Regions from separate parts of the Gossypium hirsutum genome. Here region 2 is linked to region 1. Evidence: chromatin contacts called from public Hi-C data. All regions are on one chromosome and are shown on one strand. Each heading gives the region's core, a stretch centred on a gene start, on an enhancer-like site or on the middle of the called end of the contact. The rest is flanking DNA. Distances are from core to core; before and after follow the strand shown. Region 1 holds the start of LOC107901833 (SH3 domain-containing protein 3). Region 2 holds the start of LOC107900393 (mitochondrial inner membrane protease subunit 1).

What was found. Hi-C and Micro-C count contacts between places; a contact is called where the count stands out from the background.
Region 2: a Hi-C map of leaf shows a contact between it and region 1, with 2.0 times the contacts expected there. The contact joins the promoter of LOC107900393 here to the promoter of LOC107901833 in region 1. A contact is called at or near these places in 3 of 34 Hi-C or Micro-C datasets (leaf and seedling).

What each region holds. Positions count from the first base shown.
Region 1 is chrD06:51,278,492-51,282,741 of Gossypium_hirsutum_v2.1, forward strand. LOC107901833 (SH3 domain-containing protein 3) reads right to left here and starts at 2,289. Exons shown (of 10, transcript XM_041095479.1): 1 at 2,010-2,289; 2 at 1,131-1,253; 3 at 648-717; 4 at 366-520; 5 at 1-99. The coding sequence starts at 2,069.
Region 2 is chrD06:51,561,435-51,565,696 of Gossypium_hirsutum_v2.1, forward strand. LOC107900393 (mitochondrial inner membrane protease subunit 1) reads left to right here and starts at 1,480. Exons shown (of 4, transcript XM_016826008.2): 1 at 1,480-1,745; 2 at 1,873-2,097; 3 at 2,167-2,277; 4 at 2,362-2,606. The coding sequence starts at 1,656. The coding sequence ends at 2,409. It overlaps LOC107901846, which reads left to right. Exons shown (of 3, transcript XM_041095483.1): 2 at 1-692; 3 at 789-1,043. It overlaps LOC107901844 (LRR receptor-like serine/threonine-protein kinase FLS2), which reads right to left and starts at 119. Exons shown (of 3, transcript XM_016828004.2): 1 at 1-119. The coding sequence starts at 119.

The sequences.
Region 1 (4,250 bases), core at 1,039-3,538:
TGCCTCAGCTTCCTGCCTCATTCGACTATAGCGTTGAGCAAGATGACGAGCATCTTCCAAAGGAGCACCAGCACTCATTGCTCTCAAGGGATCCAAAACCTTACATATTTTGAAATAGAAGGGTCATGTTTCTAATCAGCACTAGTTATTCTCAATAAAATGTAACAAAAGCATGCAATAGGACAAAGGACATACAAATTCTTTGAATGCATACAAAAACGTAGTCTGGTAACATTTAGCAAGGAATCCAACAAAAGCATCATACTCATTTTGGATTGAATGTGTTTACAAGTACATAACTAAAAATTTATTTTATGATGTGATGAAAAGAGGCTTTCAAAACACAACATCCGATAAATGTCAACCTGTTCGGATAACAACTTAATCAAATCTTCTTGCTCCTTCTCTACATGTTTACAACCATCACCATAAATAGCTGCAGCTTTGGCAAGAATATTTTCGTTGATGTTTTCACTGTTTTCAGTTCCATATCGGCAGCATTCTTCAGAGAACTTGGTCCCTGATTATCATAAAGATTAAGAACCATAAAGATAAAGCTTTATCTTCACAATATATGTTATTTATTTCAATCGCACCAAATTCATGTCAGAACAACAAAATTAAAAAGGTATGAATTAATGCTGCACCTGTTTCAATATGCTTATACCCGATGGCTGTAAATGCTTCTGCAGCTTTAATAACTTCTTTTTGAAAATCCTGAAAGGAAGAGCGGTAAATTCATTAAGCAAGCACTCCATGGGTATTAAACTTGCAGTAAATATAAAAGAAAATTAAGAGAAATTAGTTTTTATGAAAGTTAGGAAATTTGAGAAACTAAATATCAGAATATAGTACAGCCATTAGTAGCTTTCATAATAAATTTTGTTCCTCCAACCAGGCGCACCCGCAGAGCAACTGTTACCTTCGAAATTTTATTTAGTTAAAATGACACCGAAGAGATTTAACTGAAGTACTTAACTGTAACTCAAGTAGATAGGATGCACTAAAGTTACATACTGAAAATGGTTTCATTTGTGAAGATATGAATGACACGGATTCACCGAGAACAAAGCAATATGACAGGATTATCAAATTAAGTTTCACAAATTTATGAAGGAAATGTTGTTTACCCTAGCTGAACGAGTGGACTTGTACAATTTGTCCAGTTGTTGATGCCTTTGCATCTCAATCTCATCAATAACTACAACATCTGAGCTCTCATAACCAGTTCCACTGAATTGCTTTATTACAGCCTGCAAAAAAAATTCTTTTAACTCAATAGTAGAAGACATTGATCATCTCAAGAAAAATGCAACTAGCAAAACTAACATAAATATAAGAATTAAGGGTAACTTGTCAGGGACTCAGATCAAACAAAATTAGCCCAGTTAGAATAAGATAGGATGATATTGTTTTCGAGTAACTGATCCTAACAAGGTAAACCAAATGAATGACATCCATGCTCATGTTTAAACCAAATGCAAGAAACACTTGCAGAGATAAGAGCCAATCAATCAACACTTGGAAGCACTTGAGATCTCACGGATTACTCAACTTTCAGGTAAAGGATGAAGCTTTGCAATAACAAAAGCTTCTGGAAACTCTGTATCTACTCTTTTCCCTATGTTAGAAAATGTAGGGCAATCTAATGGTAGGTACAGTTTTTTGAGAATATAGCAGAAAACAAACTCAAAGGACATGGAACTAGCTAATTTACCTAAAAAAGAATGATTCGTCTTTGATGATTATAAATTACAATTTAACGTTTAGAATTAACTCCACAATTAAATATTTAATTCTTGAAACATATACATTAGGCCCCCAAACTTCTAGAAGTCAAAGTAATTAAACACATCTAATTCTGTAATCCAAGACTAAATAAAATATTTGCTTTCATTTTCCCAGATTTCCTCCATTATCCTGACAACCAAATCAACAGAACTCGATTCTCCTTAAACCCAGGAAAATAAATTAAAAAAGAGAGGAGTGAAGGGTTGTGATGAAATTGCCTGCTGTTGCTTGGCAACTTGTTCTCTGAGCTTGCTGGCTTGCCTTCTAAAAGCATCCATTGTTGCCTCTTCTAGTTCTACCTCCTCTCAACACAACGAAACAGATTTACAGAAAAAAAAAAGTACTAGTTTCTTGAAATCTGGATTTTATTTTATCGATTGATCGACTTAGCAGATCTGGCAGCTGGCTGGCTATGCTTGAGAGACCAAAGCCTTCGATTACCTCACTGTCATCTCGTAATTTTTGTTTTTTTCGGGTTGATGGAATAATTAATGGGCTTCTTCATTCAGGATAGCTCTGAGCCAGCCTATATTTCTTTGTCGGCCTTCGGCTCAGCTAAATTTGCTGGACTGGACTTTATCATTCCAACCCACTAAATTTTAAATAATCATTCAAATATTTATCTTTTCATTGCAATCAATTTCTTTAAAAAAAAAAGAAAAGAAAAGTTAATATAAACTTGTCAAAAAAATATTTAATTGATATTTGAATTTTATTTTGTATTTACTTTTATTTCATTACATTGCTCTCAATTTGTTAACAACATTAATTTTTTAAGGATTAGCATGTAGTTTGTCTCATAAACTTATCCAAAAGTAATTAGTTGATATCTGAATTTGTCTAACAGTATCTAGTTTGTACTTGAACTTGTCTAAAAAATTATACTTTTTTAAATTATTTATATTTTTTAAAATAATTATACTTTTTTAATTTATGTCCCCACGTATCATACTAAGAGATTATCACGTATCACTATAGGATTAGTCATTAGCACCACATCAGTACAAACTAACAGCTTTAATGCAAAAATACTAATCTGGATGACAGAATACTAATTTAAATACCGATTAGGTATAAAAAATGTAAATACCAACTAAATGCTTTTAAACAAATTTAAGTGACAAATTACTTATTAACCCTTTAATGGGATGGAAATAGATTAATGTTGCTGAGGTGTAAGAAAAAGTTGGTGGGAAAGACATTGGCTCATACGGTGGAGGGAGGTCATGCTGACAGCCTAGTTGCCTGGTTTCTTTTAGGTCCTAATGGAGGATGGTCAAGGGTTAGCTCCTTTGGAGTGAGTTTCGCTTGCTCTTATGAGGGTCATTATAGGTGGACAGTAGTCTTGGGTTTGGACACGTGTTGGACTTATTACGTCTACGATGTCTCTTTACTAGGCTGACAACATGATTTGATGTGATGTAAGCATAGGCTGTTGGAAAAATTCAATCTAAAGATCAAGTTTTTTGCAAAATGGAAAATTATATTTTTTCTAAAATCCAACTTTTGTATTATTTATAATAATAAATTTTACCTACATGTGTTTTTTATTGAGTGGTTTAATTGTTACCCAGTTTTCAACCAACATAATTTTTTTCGTTATTTTTGAACTCTCGATTTATTTAGAGTGTGAGCTCTAATCACATGAACTGATCACACATAATGAAAATTATTAATTTTTTAGTGAGAAAATTAATTCTTTTTATGAGCTAGAAACCAAACACAAGTTCTCACAAAAAAAAATTATTTGGTAAATAAATCTCACTAAATTCTGACTGAGTAACTATGTTCAATAATTGTCTATTTTGACCAAACCCATAGTCCCTACTAATAGGAAAAACTCACAAAATTTCTAGTTAAACAAGAGGTAACAAAACAATAATATTTTAATAGAAAATACATATAGTCCCATTAAGATTATGCTATAGGTGGCACCTATTTCTGGGAACTAGGGTTGTTGCCCATTACATGTCTAATGAGTTTATTGGGCATGTCTCATGTACTAGATACAATTATATGTATTTTTTATACTTAAATCAACTCATATAATTCATCCAACTCATTAACCAATTTTTCATTCTCAAAATATTATTTACTTATTTATTTAATTGATTCAATTTCTTAAATTATTTTCTTAATCTAATTCTAATTCCATTATATTTATAACGACTTTATCGTGCTAAAATCTATAAGTAAGTAAATTTGATTGTCCTATTTAATAAAACTGAGATGACTAATTAATTTAATTTCCATTTCGAATTCTAATTATTTAATTATAATCAATTAAATAATAATTCAATGAAATTAATTTAATATCTAAGTCATTTCTTGTACTTAACAAGAAAATGCATTCGCTACGAATACTAATACATATGAACTATTTCACTATTTGTTATTTTCATTCATTCAACATATTGGTTCAAATGCAATCTATAAAAGGTCGTGTTAAGTTAGAAGAT
Region 2 (4,262 bases), core at 230-2,729, 280 kb after region 1:
ACAGATCTTTTGAATGCCTGAAGCGCCTCAACTTCAACTTCCAAGCTTGGTCCTGCATGCAGCACAGTAAGTAAAACAGAACAAAGTATAACAATGATTAAACTGACACATTTTGACATCACTGCTAGCTAAGGTAGTGGTAACGCTGAAGCTGGTTTGAAAGGAACTATCGTAACTGATGATGAATTGGATTCAAAGTCAGGCTTATATGCAAATTTCAACCAATCTTTGATCCCTGGAAGCCAAAATGAGTGTCATATCATTGACCTTTTAACTCAATCCAGAATATGATAAACTAACTGAGTGGTCTTAGACAGTGAAAAGATACGTACAAAGTGCAAACCCCACCTATGTTCAGAAGCTAAGAAGGAGAGACGATTTCAAGTCTAAACACTTGACTGATCCACCTACCAGCGGAAGTGTGGATTAATACAAGTGGGAGATGGTAATGGTAATGTCGTTTAGTGAGTGTAATCAATGGGAATCTAGAACGTGAGGTGGGAATCCGGGAAGCTCCACTCTTCCAACTAGTAAATGCTTAGTTGACTCCGCGGCAAACGTTGTAAGTGTAAAAGTAGGTAATGGCGGTAGCACCATTATGGCAAGTTGAACGAAAAATGCCAATGGAAGGATGGGTTGGGATTTTGTACTTGGTGCCAAAAGGATAATGTCTAATTTTGGGCTAGCACATGGTAGGTAGTTTCCATCTCTATCGTTAATATCACAGTAAACACATACAATTAGACTCAAACAATCTAATGTAATCCATGGTTTTCTGAGTTTTGCAGAATTTATTGCGACTGATTTGCAATAATAAAGCCAGATTAAGCTATGGTCCAAGGAGTCTGACAACTTGATTCTGGTTTGACCCACGGTTTCTGAACAACTTGGACTGCCCTTTTTCGTTTCATTTTTTTTAAAGGTTTAATTCCGAACTATGCGTGTATTTTTTTTATTTTTTATTTTTGTCTTGGATTAGTATTAATTTATCATTTTGGTATTTGGCTTGGTCGCATTTATCTGCAATCAAATTGTGCGTGCTAGTGGCAATTAAATTTATTTAAAAAATAGATTTGACTTTGATTCGCCCTTAACCAGATATTAATCGGTGTTGGTGTTAACTGACATTGATTAATGTTGACCTTCCATACGTGTCTTTTTTATTTTTAATATTATATATTATATTGATTAAAAATGTTAAAAAAATTATATAAGTAATTCAAAAAAGTTTTAAAAAATTCTTTTATAAAGTTTTAAAATATATAAATATAAATTAAAATTCAAAAAACATTTAATTTTTTTAAAAATTAGTAAATTTTTGTTTTAATACTTGAAACTGATTTGATGCTTCAACTATAATTAGAGTAGTTTTAGAATATTTTAAGCGGTAATTTCAAAAACAAAAAATCACGGATCATGGCAGAAAAAACCGAAGAAGATGATTTACCAGTTCTAGGAATACTGGGATTCCTTCATGCATCCTACTTCTCAACCCAAGATTGAAACAAAACAATGTAATAAAGCCCAAAGCAGGATATATGGATCAATGTTGGATTCTTCCTATTTCAAAGCCCACAAACATTTCATTATCGTTGATTAATTCATTACCATGTTTGAAAACCCAGAATCTAAATTAGTTGGAAAAAGAGAGAAGAATGGGAGAATGGAGCAGCAGGGTTATCCCTATAGTGAGAGGCCTCTGTTTGCTTTATGTTACCCACAAATATCTCGGCACTACCGTTGTTGTAAGAAATCTTTCAACTATCCCCCATAAAAACAAGCTTATCAATCATCATTTCATGTTTTTATTTATGGGTTTTAATTTTACTTTTATGAATTTTGGGCGGCGGCGGCAATGACGGAACTCTAAAGACTTATGGTCCTAGCATGCTTCCAACCTTGGGCATAACAGGCAATGTGTTGTTGATGGAGCGCATTTCGACCCGAACTGGAAAACTTCGACCTGGTGACGTGGTCTTCTTTCGGTCGCCTGAGAATCCTAGGAGGGTTGTCTGCAAACGGCTGGTCGGAATGGAAGGTGATCAAGTCACCTACGTCGTCGACCCCAAAAACAGTGATAAATGCAATGCTATTGTGGTACTGTATATTTTTTTGGATTTCCACTTTTGTATATTCAAAGAATGAAAATGATTTGTGAATATATAGGTTCAAAAAGGGCATGTTTGGGTAGAAGGAGATAACATATATAACACAAAGGATTCGAGGAATTTCGGAGCTGTTCCTTATGGTCTTGTGGAAGGCAAAGCTTTTTGGACGGTAAGCCTTCGCTTCTCATTTTTACATCAGTTCTTTACCTGTTTGGCTTTAACCAAGTTTTGATCATTTCTTTGTTGTTTATAGTTATTGCCTCGTAAAGATTTCGGATCCTTGGCACCTAAACCCAAGTAGTCATTATTGGAGATGGAGAGGACTTCTGTGCACAACACATGTTTGTCAGAATGTCTCACAGGGTTGATGATGTACGTTTTATGAAGTGAATGATTTTTCCTTGTTTTGGCAATCAAAATGAACAGAGGATGAGGAAAGAAGGAAAGAGAAGAAGCTGATTGATTTATAAAATCTATAAAAGACCCTTTACTAGCTTACTTTTTTGGGAAAATCTTAATAGGTAAACAGTGCAGAATAACAAATCTAAACCAAATAGGCAAAGATGGAGCAGTTCATGAAATAATATCAACTGCATGAAAGGTTAGTCAAAATTAACAACCCAAGTAAGTAAATAGGTTTCAGGGGGAATGATATCTAATTACAAATTCCATGGTTTGAGTACCCAAACTCTTTAAGTTAATAAAATTGTATTTTTTGATATTATTAAGAATTATGAGAAATATTAATTAAAAAATATCAACAAGTAATGGTAAGGTAAATTATATTTTAAAGGGAGGATTCGGATTTGAACCTTGAAGATAGCATTGTTCATAAAACTAACCACAAAACCTAAAAAAATTACTCCTTATAAATTACAAAACTGATATGAAAGATACCTCAATCTCAATGATTTCGAGAATGCCTTTGAAGCATATAAATGCTATTTTGAAGCAATTTTTTTATTTTTAAAATTTTAAATAAAAAGAGAATTTTACATTTGGTATTATTTATTTGGTTTGTTCATTTTTCTATTTTTAGTTTCAAAAGGGATAAATATGAAAATTATATATGAACTTTGAACAAATGTGTATTGTTATACACAGGGACGACTCTAGGAATTTACTCCAATGGGGGCGAAACTTCTAAATCCAAACGACCTTTTTTTTAACATAAAAAAGTGTCCATTCTTCTTGGATACTTTTTTTTTCTTATCAAACAAATCAATTTAATATTTTTTAAAAAGCATGAACGATTTAACTGTAAAAATATAAAAAGGAAAAAAATCACACTACATAAAATTAAATATTTATTTTCAACATGTAAAAAAAGAATAACCAATACTATACTAAAAATTTCATAAAACATAATATAATTCCAAAAATTAAATTAAAAAAATTGGGCTTAGTCCTATTTCTGCACCCTAAATTGCACCTTCCACTTTTTCATAAGATCGGACTCATCAATGATAGAATCTGTTAAAAATTCTAGAGTTATCTCTTTTTTATGTATGCCACCAAGTAAGTTGAAAGAAAATCATCCTTCATTTTGTTGTGAAGCCTTGTCTTCAAAATTTTCATGCCTGAAAATGCTCGTTCGATCGTTGCAATAGACACGGGAAGAGTTAGCACAAGACGAACAATTCTATCAATAAGAGGATAAATACTCGACTTATTTGTCTTATAGAACTTGACACAACTTGGCAACTATAGAAGCTTTGTGCAACTCCATTCTTTAATGAGCATCAAGTTGAAAATGCTCCAATTGAATCTTCATGTGTAGCTTTTCTTGCTTTGTAAAATCGTCCAGATAAAAATCATTCATAAGCTTGCAGATATCTTCCATCTGAAAAGCTTTCTTCCATCTGAAAAGCTTTATACTTATCGCGTGGATCCAAAGCGGAGCTAAGAACAATTAACTCCACTACCTCGTCATTAAAGCAAGAATTTATTTTTGTTAGCAATGAATTGATACCAATAATGATTATATCAAATTGATAGTGATGCTTAATTGTTAGGTTATCTCTCTAGATAGGAGACCAACCTCGACCAGCTTTGTATGGAGCACTTAAATTAGGGATTTCTATCTCACGATCTTTACAAAATAACTTCACTTTCTCAAACAAAGGATCCTATCCATGTTCTTTGAATTTCTAG